Regions from separate parts of the Danio rerio genome. Here region 1 is linked to region 2. Evidence: chromatin contacts called from public Hi-C data. All regions are on one chromosome and are shown on one strand. The core of a region is the stretch at or near the end of the contact, and the rest is flanking DNA. Distances in the headings are between cores, read along the strand shown. Region 1 overlaps LOC141378433. Region 2 holds the start of nkx2.1 (NK2 homeobox 1).

Region 1 (4,328 bases), core at 1,430-3,929, 97 kb after region 2:
TTCCCTAAAAAGTCATGCCAATCGATTGAAAATTTATACACGGTTTCCAAATAGGGCTATACAATTTATCTGGTAAAATTGTATTTATATCACAATATGAATATGGCAATGTACAAAAAATCAGAATGTCAGATTTTTCTAATGTCGTGCAGCCCTAGTTCTCAATATATTTAGATTTTTTTGAACCCTCAGATTCTAGACTTGTGATTCTAGATTTAAGTTTTCACCTAAATAGCGACAACCTTTCTAAGTTTTTTTATGTAGGCTTGTATTTTACAGTACTGTATACTCACAAATGTCTTTGTCAATGTTTTCAAACAATTATATTTAATTTATCAGTCGCAAAAGCCGCAATTTCACATCTGTCACATCTTTTTTGCATACTTTTTGGTCCCATCCACAACCTATGTTTATTTAAAATATAAAAAATGTTTACAGGTTGATACTTTTCTCATCCCATAACTCTGTGGTTAGTTGTTTTGGAAAATATAAACAGATATTTCAATATAATGTTAGCATCCACTACCTGACAAAAGTGTCGTCGTTGATCTCAGTTGTAAGAGCAGCAAATAAAAACTTGACTTCTAGATGATCATTTGGAAAAGTGGCAGAAGGTAGATTTTTCAGATGAATCATCTGTAGAACTGTTCCCCAATCATCACAAATACTGCAGAAGACCTATTGGAACCACATGTACCCAAGATTCTCTGAGAAATAAGTCTGTTAAAGGAAAATCCTGGTTTGATGTTACATTCAGTGTGGGGGCTTGCGAGAAATCTACAGCCAGAGATATCAAGACATTTGTGCTGCCCATCACATTACAAACCACAGGAGAGGGCAAATTTTTCATCAGGATAGCGCTCCTTCTCATACTTCAGCCTCCACATCAAAGTTCCTGAAGGCAAAGAAGGTCAAGATGCTCCAGGATTGGCCAGCCCAGTCACCAGACATTAACATTATGCATGGCTGGGTTAAGATGGAGGAGGCATTGAAGATAAATCCAAAAAATCTTGATGATCACTGGGAGTCCTGCAAGAACGCTTTCTTTGTCATTCCAGATGACTTTATTAATAAGTTATTTGAGTCATTGCAGAAATGTATGTATGCAGTCCTTCAAGCTCACGGCAGTCATACACAATATTACTTACTTTTCTATACTGTACATTATTTCTGTTAAGAGACAAGACTTTTGTCTCAGCAAAGTCAGACCTTACTGTCCTAATTAAATAATTAAAAATCATGGCATGATGATACTTTATTTTGGTAAAATAAGTGTAATCTAGAGGCCTACGCCTTTCATATAAGCCACTTCTAATACTAAATGATCAACTAAGTTAGTTTAAGTTTCTAAAACTTGGATAGGCAACAAGACTGTTGTCAGGTAGTGTATACTTACTATGTGAATTTATGTTTTGAGTTTTTTACTGCAAATGTCACATCCATAACACTGGAATTGCTTATTTCAAATAGTTGTTTCTCGGGCAAATATTATCTTATTCTAACAAACCACATTTCAACGGAAAGCTTGTTTATAAGATGATGTATACATTTCAATTCCCAAAAATGCAACTGGTTTTGTGGTCCATGGTGTCTAATTTTAGCCAAATTTGGGTTAAAACAGACTTGTATTCTGTTGGTTGTAGGCTATTCAGCATTGAGCTGTTTGTGGCAATACCAGGTCCGGTTTTGGACCACTGTTTTGCTTTGAGCAGTTGGGTTGACTCCCAGCAGGCCCCAATGAAGTCAGCGAGCGCGTGACTGACAGCTTTAAGCAGCTCTCTAACCTCTCTCCTCCGTCTCTCAGTGTGCCAGAAAGGGGCGGTCAAGTGAGCCCCTCAAAACTGGAAAAAGGGACATTCAGATGCAACCATGCAGAACACCTCACTGCCATTCCTCCTCAAGCAGAGACGTTTCTCTTGAGTGCAGGTCAGAATATGAGAGGACGTGAGTATAGGTTTACGACAGGAGGAGGGGGGAACGGAGAGTAAAGAGAAGCTCCTCAAGTCTTTACAACCCCATCGTCAAGCCTCACGCAATAATTGAGGACGACTAGAACAGCTCAGCTCCACAAACACAACGCGCAGATGATGTTGACAGCAGCGCAGTCCCGGAAATGAATGTCAGCGTGTAAAATTCAGTTTCTTCCATAGTTTGAAAACAGGTGTGCTTCTCTTAAAGCGCTCTGAATGCCACTTCAGGCATTGGAGTAGAAAGATCGAACGACTGCAAGAGAGAGAGAGAGAGAGAGAGAGAGATGTATGATAACTGTACGACTTCTGGAGAGTCGACAGGTTGGAGAAGAGGATACTTGTGGTGCCCGTGTAGGACTCAAAAAGTGTGGGAGAAAGGACGCCGAATGTGGGGGAAGGGGGTTTTGGCCTCTGTGCTTGTGCAAGTACGCCACCTGCTGGACTGAATGAGAAGTGCAATTTGAGAAAGCGCATAGAAACCCATTTCTGCATGGCTTCTTGAAATGAAAAAGGAATCATATATATCATCTGTCGTTCTTTCTCTCTCTCTCTCTCTCTCTCTCACACACACACACACACGCACACACACACACATACACAGTCACCTTGCATTTGGTTTGCCTCATGGAGACGGCCTCTATCAGGCTTCATTGTGTTTTGAGCGCTGAGAGGCCCTTCTGGCAGGCTAAGGTAGAGAGAGAGGGTTAGAGGCCATACTAGAGAAGAGGGATGAGAGCGATTCAATCGCTCAACAAATGGACCAGGCTAATAGAGGCAGCCTCTGATCCTATTCGCTGCACAGCTGGGGGCCTTCTAATAAGAAAGGCTTGAAGAGGAGAGATGAGAGAAACCGAGAGAGATGGAAGAGGAAAGGGTAAACAGGGACTGCTCTATTGGCCTAATTATGAAGCAGATATAATATTAAGGGTATAAGTTGATGCGCTATTTAGACGCTGAAGTGTAAGACAGTCTTACGGAGAGAAGCAAGGTTTCCTGTATGAGCTAATCAATGGCTGACAGCATGGGCGTTGCTAGGCCTATTTTACAGGGGCTGTAGCCCCCCTATATTTCTACTCAGCCCCCCTAAAACTTTTGCAATTAGCTCATAAACTGTACACCAAATTATCACCTCAGTCCCCTTTAAATCTGATATGAAAACGGCAGCAGAATTTGTTTTAACTGTCACTGACTCACTGACAGAGATACTGTGTTGACTAGCATTAAAAAATACCCATTTATTATTATCATTCAGATTGTGAAAAATGGGAATTAGTCTGTAAGTTTAAAATATTTATATGTGTGCCATTTTAATAAAAAAAGAGTCAGTTTATTTATTTAATGCATGGAAACAAAAAAAGTACACTTGAATATAGAAAGGGGTTTTTACTACAATAAACAGATGGGTTGAGGCTATGTGGCTTATTCAGAACTCAAATGCTATGTCTATATGATACAGTGGAATACTACAACCCCTATTAACATTTTTAAGTGTATTACTATTAAATTACTACTTATAAATGTAATATTAGGCTTTATATATAAGAAGCTGAGCCCCCCTAAAATTAAAATCCTAAAATCGCCCCTGGCTGACAGAATGAATTTCCATGGTTACTATTGATTTCATTTGTTGCATCACTGATATTAATGTTTGGGGTGGTTTAATAAGCTGCAGTATCGTGGTAAAAGCCACTGTTGTCTTAAAAAGTGACAAATGTATACAGGTGTTTGCAATTTTGGGGTCAAAGACGAAACAAATTGGCTGTGTTTGCAATAGTTCAAATTTGAAATAAGCATGGAAAGCTTATAGTAAATGCAACACATTTTTCTAATTGTTTTGTGAAAAAAAATGACAAAATATGGGTCAAATAATTTTCTATGGTCTTTTGGCAGAAATATTTACGTAAAATTAAATAGCATACTTATTCTAATCTGTATAATTATTGCATATTGCAGCTGTTTTTTTTGTTTTGTTTGTTTTTTGATGCTTGATCATTTAATCTTCAAACCTTTTAACATGAAAAAAGCCTACAATGCTACAGTCAAAAGAAAAAAAACTAATGATTTGTTAAATGTAAGTTATATATAGTTTAAAAAAATATTTATTATCATAATTTAGAAATAAATAAATTAATTTCTATAAGAATTAACCATAGTAAAAATAATATTTCCAGAAATCTCTGCATATGACATCTTTGTGGTTTTTTTGTTTTTTTATTTGTTTGTTTTGGTTTTTGTCTCTCTTTTTGTTTGTTTGTTTTTTGTTTTTATGAGTGTTTTTATATTTATCAGTATACAAGTTTTTTTTGTGTATTTTCGTTTATTAAACAATTTCAGTGGCTCTGTTAGATGAATTATGTT
Region 2 (4,443 bases), core at 681-3,180:
AAACGTTTTTTCATATTTATCTGACTTTATGCTCACAATAATTTATATATCAGATTTTTAATAAATCTTAAATATATAATATTCAAATTAAAATGAATAAAGAAATTAAAATTGTATTAAAATGAAATACCTAAAATATAAATTCAGAAAAAGAGCACACACGCACGCACACACCACACACAAACATACACACACACACACACACACACACACACACACACACACACACACATACACACACACACACACACATATACACACATACACACATATATATATATATATATATATATATATATATATATATATATATATATATATATATATATATATATATATATATATATATATATATATATATATATATATATGCCACTAAAATAACGAAGTAGTATTAAATCATAAACAGATACTTTGGAATCCCTGCAGTGCCGAAGGCCAATTAATGGTTTTCTATTTTAATATGTTTAAAAATAATATTAATAATAGTAGTAATAAATTAATAAATAGTCGTTTATACATCTCTTAATTTTTACAAAGTTGCTGCGCTCAGCGAAGAAGACGCAGATCTTGAGGGGAAAAATTTCAATTGGAGGCTCTTACATTTAGATGTTTGCTTTTCAAGTCATTGTTTCATCCACACACACACACAAAAATAAAAAACATAAACGCCTAGTGCACTCAAAAGTAGTTTTTTTTCTCAGATGGAAGCTAAGAATTTTAGATGATGGACGTTATTTTCTAAGTAATTTATGTATCACACTTATTTTTCGATATATAGTTAGAAAAATAAAACATGCTATTGTATTCTTTTGTAACTATTCAGATATAGACTTATAATAATTGCGTAAGACAACGCGTTCTTTTGCAAAGAGCTACAAATGTGTTTTCTTAAATATTTGTTAAAATATAAACAAAATAATAATAATAATAATAATAATAATAATAATAATAATAATAATAACAACAACAACACAATAATAATAATAACAATAATAATAATAACAATAATAATAATAAACTAAATTGAAGGTATTATTTTAATAGGTGTGTAATGTAAAAGAAAAATGTCTATTTTGTAAAATAAATCTTGACAATTTTCAGTCCACTCATACTAGTTTTTTTACAACTCCGCGCACCGGCATGAAACGCATTACTGAACTTACGCGGAGTTACTTCAGGACTTGCTCGTGTTATTTGAGCGTCGTTAACTTTACCTGAGAGCCTCTCCTCTTCCCGAGTTCATTTTCCTCAGTACCGCGTGTCTGAACCGAGTGGACGGAAATTTGGACGACGCGCTGCTTGTGTCCAATAATATCAAACGGAAAAGGGTTTAATCATTTACTTGGCCTCTTAACACGCGCATATGTATTTATTTATTTGTCAGTCAGTGTTCCTGAGTCGTCGCAAGGGCCCTTTGCATGTTTGAGTACGATGGAGCATAATACAAACACGCCTGCAATCACCAGAAGCCTCTTGTGGCCATTAAAAGTCAGTAGTTCAACTCAGGCTTTTTTCAGATACTGAGTGGTTCTCAAAGTCTGAAGTCCGCATATGCACTCACATCAAGGGCCCCTTATAAACATCACTCCAACTGTCAATATTTCATCCTTTGCTCTGCGTTCCTTGCCGTTCGTGCGAGCCTCGCCGCCGCGCAATAAACAGCCTCGCGCTGAAAATGAACTATGGGCGAATTATATTTACGCACAGGTGTTGTTACACGCGTAAATGTTTTCGGGGTTGGGGGATGGCACGGGTAGTTGAAGACCGCGTAATAGAAATTGTGCGTGGGTGCACAGATGATAGCGCTGCTTTGTATTGTTGCCCTGGCTGCTGATGCCCCGCCTCTGATGGAAGCCTTAAACCTGGCACCAAGCTAAAACAAACGAAAGTCAGCTTCGAGCTCCCACTCAAACCAATTAAGGCGGACTCCAGTGCGCACTCATACGTTTCCATCCTGCTGCAGCGACGGTGAAACAACAGGAACAGAGGAGCTGGCCAAAAAAAGAAGGAGAGATTGCCTTGCCTTCTAATTTCTCCCTTTCCAACACAGAACAATGTCGATGAGCCCTAAGCATACGACTCCTTTTTCTGTATCCGATATCTTAAGTCCTCTTGAAGAGAGCTACAAAAAAGTGAGTATGGAGGGGAACAACTTGGGGGCTCCTCTTGCCTCGTACAGACAACCCCAAGTCACGCAAGCGGCGATGCAGCAGCACCACATGGGCCACAATGGAACAGTACCCGCTGCCTACCACATGACTGCAGCTGGAGTTTCCCAGCTGTCACATACAGCCATGGGGGGCTACTGTAACGGGAATTTGGGCAACATGAGCGACCTGCCGGCCTATCAAGACGGGATGAGAGGCAGCACGACGGCCACCAGCTGGTACGGAACGAATCCTGACCCACGCTTCTCTACAAGTACGTGAGATTAACACTTTACGTTGTGTTTGCAAGAGCTGCTTGTGCATTTTGAGAGGTGTTTTGCAATGCGTATTAATCTGTTTTAATTGTGACTGTAGCCGGTTGTATTTATCATGTATTATTCTGTTTTAAAATGTTCTAATTTTACACCAAATTAGAGCGCATGGGGCTTTGCCGGCGTTGCTAAACGTTACACGTGCCAGGTGTTGTATCTAAACCCAAACGAACTGCATAAATTAACTCTCCAGTTACAGTTGACAGACAACACAATAATAATGCACAATATTTGTTTATTTGCTGTCCTTTTATAACTCACACAGCGATTTAATCTCTCCGTACTCGTTATTAATTGATTGATTGTGTTTATTGTGAAATTGCAAAGCTAAACGGGACTGTTCCTTTCGCAGTCTCTCGCTTCATGGGCTCCTCGTCTGGTATGAACATGGGCAGCATGAGCACTCTGAGTTCGTTGGCGGATGTTGGTAAAGGCATGGGTCCACTGACCAGCACACCTCGCAGGAAGAGACGGGTACTCTTCTCCCAGGCGCAGGTGTATGAGCTTGAGCGGCGGTTCAAGCAGCAGAAGTACCTCTCCGCGCCGGAAAGGGAGCATCTGGCCAGCATGATACACCTGACTCCGACTCAAGTTAAAATTTGGTTTCAGAACCACCGGTATAAAATGAAAAGGCAAGCCAAGGACAAGGTGTCCCAGCAGCAGATGCAACAAGACAATGGTTCCTGTCAGCAGCAGCAGCAGTCTCCACGGCGGGTGGCGGTGCCTGTGTTGGTGAAAGACGGAAAGCCATGCCAAGGCAGCAGTCACACACCCAACACTGGTGTACAAAACCACCATCACCAGGGGGGAAACGTCATGATTATGACCAATAACAGTACTTCAATGAGCCAGCATCAAAGTCAGCAGGTAGGCAGCGCCGGTCAGTCCCCTGATCTGGGTCAACATGCTGCAAGCCCGCCATCCCTCCAAACCCAGGTACCCGGCCTATCACACCTGAACTCTTCCGGTTCCGAATATGGAGCTGCGTTGCCCTGCTCCGCTCTGCTTTATGGCAGGACGTGGTGACAGACAATAATACAATAACGAAAGTACGACAGGTGGATGCAGATTATGTGTACACTATGCTCTGCTCAAAAAGACCATGCGAACTGGGGTGGCGCTCCGAAATCATTGTCTCCTTTCTCGGAGGGAGAAGTGACAAGGCTGCAAGCAACGCGAGGATTGCCAAATGTCAAAGGTATCAAATCTTTTATTGTGAGGATGAGCGCCAAAACATCATTAAGAAGATGGAATTATTTATATACACTAGATTTTAAATGGAGACTGACTAAAACACTAAAACACAAATATTCTGTCATCCTGATGGATTTTTAAAAATGTCCCTTTCAACAATGAAGACGTCCCCCCTCACATTTAGACTGCTAAATACATTTCATGATTTCTTAAAGATTTCACTGTAAAACGTAGCTTGTATATTTCTGTAAAAGGTTTGGACTGATTACATAGTTTTTAGCGATGTGTATATTGTACAAAATTTTTATCGATATTAAGGTTCACAAGTTTTTTTTCAGTTCCATTGTTATTTGTACGTTTAATTTTCTTGTAACTTATATAGATATTTGACTTAAACGCAGTCATACAATCATATTAATAAATTATGACAATAATAACAATATCCTTACCCTACGTTCATTTTAGATTTGGGTGTATGGAATCAAACATTTTGCGGTGCTAAAAGTTGGACCATTTTGCTTCAAGGTTAATAAAATTGAACTAGCCTAAAAAGTGAGCAACATACGATTAGTAAATTAGTCACTACAAATGAACACGCATTAGTGGATTATTTTAGACGCACAATTTCTACAGTTTGTAGAGGATATCCCTTCAAGTGTGTCAGGTTTGTGGAGCTGGATTTCTGGCCTGCTAGTAAAGCGTTCATTCAGCAAATAGTTTTCTGTGTGTTGCAACACCAATGAAGTCACACAACAAATATTATTCTA

What was found. Hi-C and Micro-C count contacts between places; a contact is called where the count stands out from the background.
Region 1: a Hi-C map of embryo shows a contact between it and region 2, with 3 times the contacts expected there. The contact joins the enhancer-like site here to the promoter of nkx2.1 in region 2. A contact is called at or near these places in 6 of 18 Hi-C or Micro-C datasets (caudal fin, embryo and hematopoietic stem cells).

The regions. Positions count from the first base shown.
Region 1 is chr17:40,224,917-40,229,244 of GRCz12tu, forward strand. The region is part of intron 2 of LOC141378433; the gene reads right to left. Among named protein-coding and RNA genes, the nearest start is that of mbip, 63 kb to the left of the region's middle. Within about 2 kb of position 2,680, at least 7 of the 62 cell types and tissues checked have an H3K27ac peak or open chromatin away from gene starts, as enhancers often do.
Region 2 is chr17:40,128,849-40,133,291 of GRCz12tu, forward strand. It overlaps nkx2.1 (NK2 homeobox 1), which reads left to right and starts at 1,931. Exons shown (of 2, transcript NM_131776.1): 1 at 1,931-2,424; 2 at 2,835-4,113. The coding sequence starts at 2,058. The coding sequence ends at 3,508.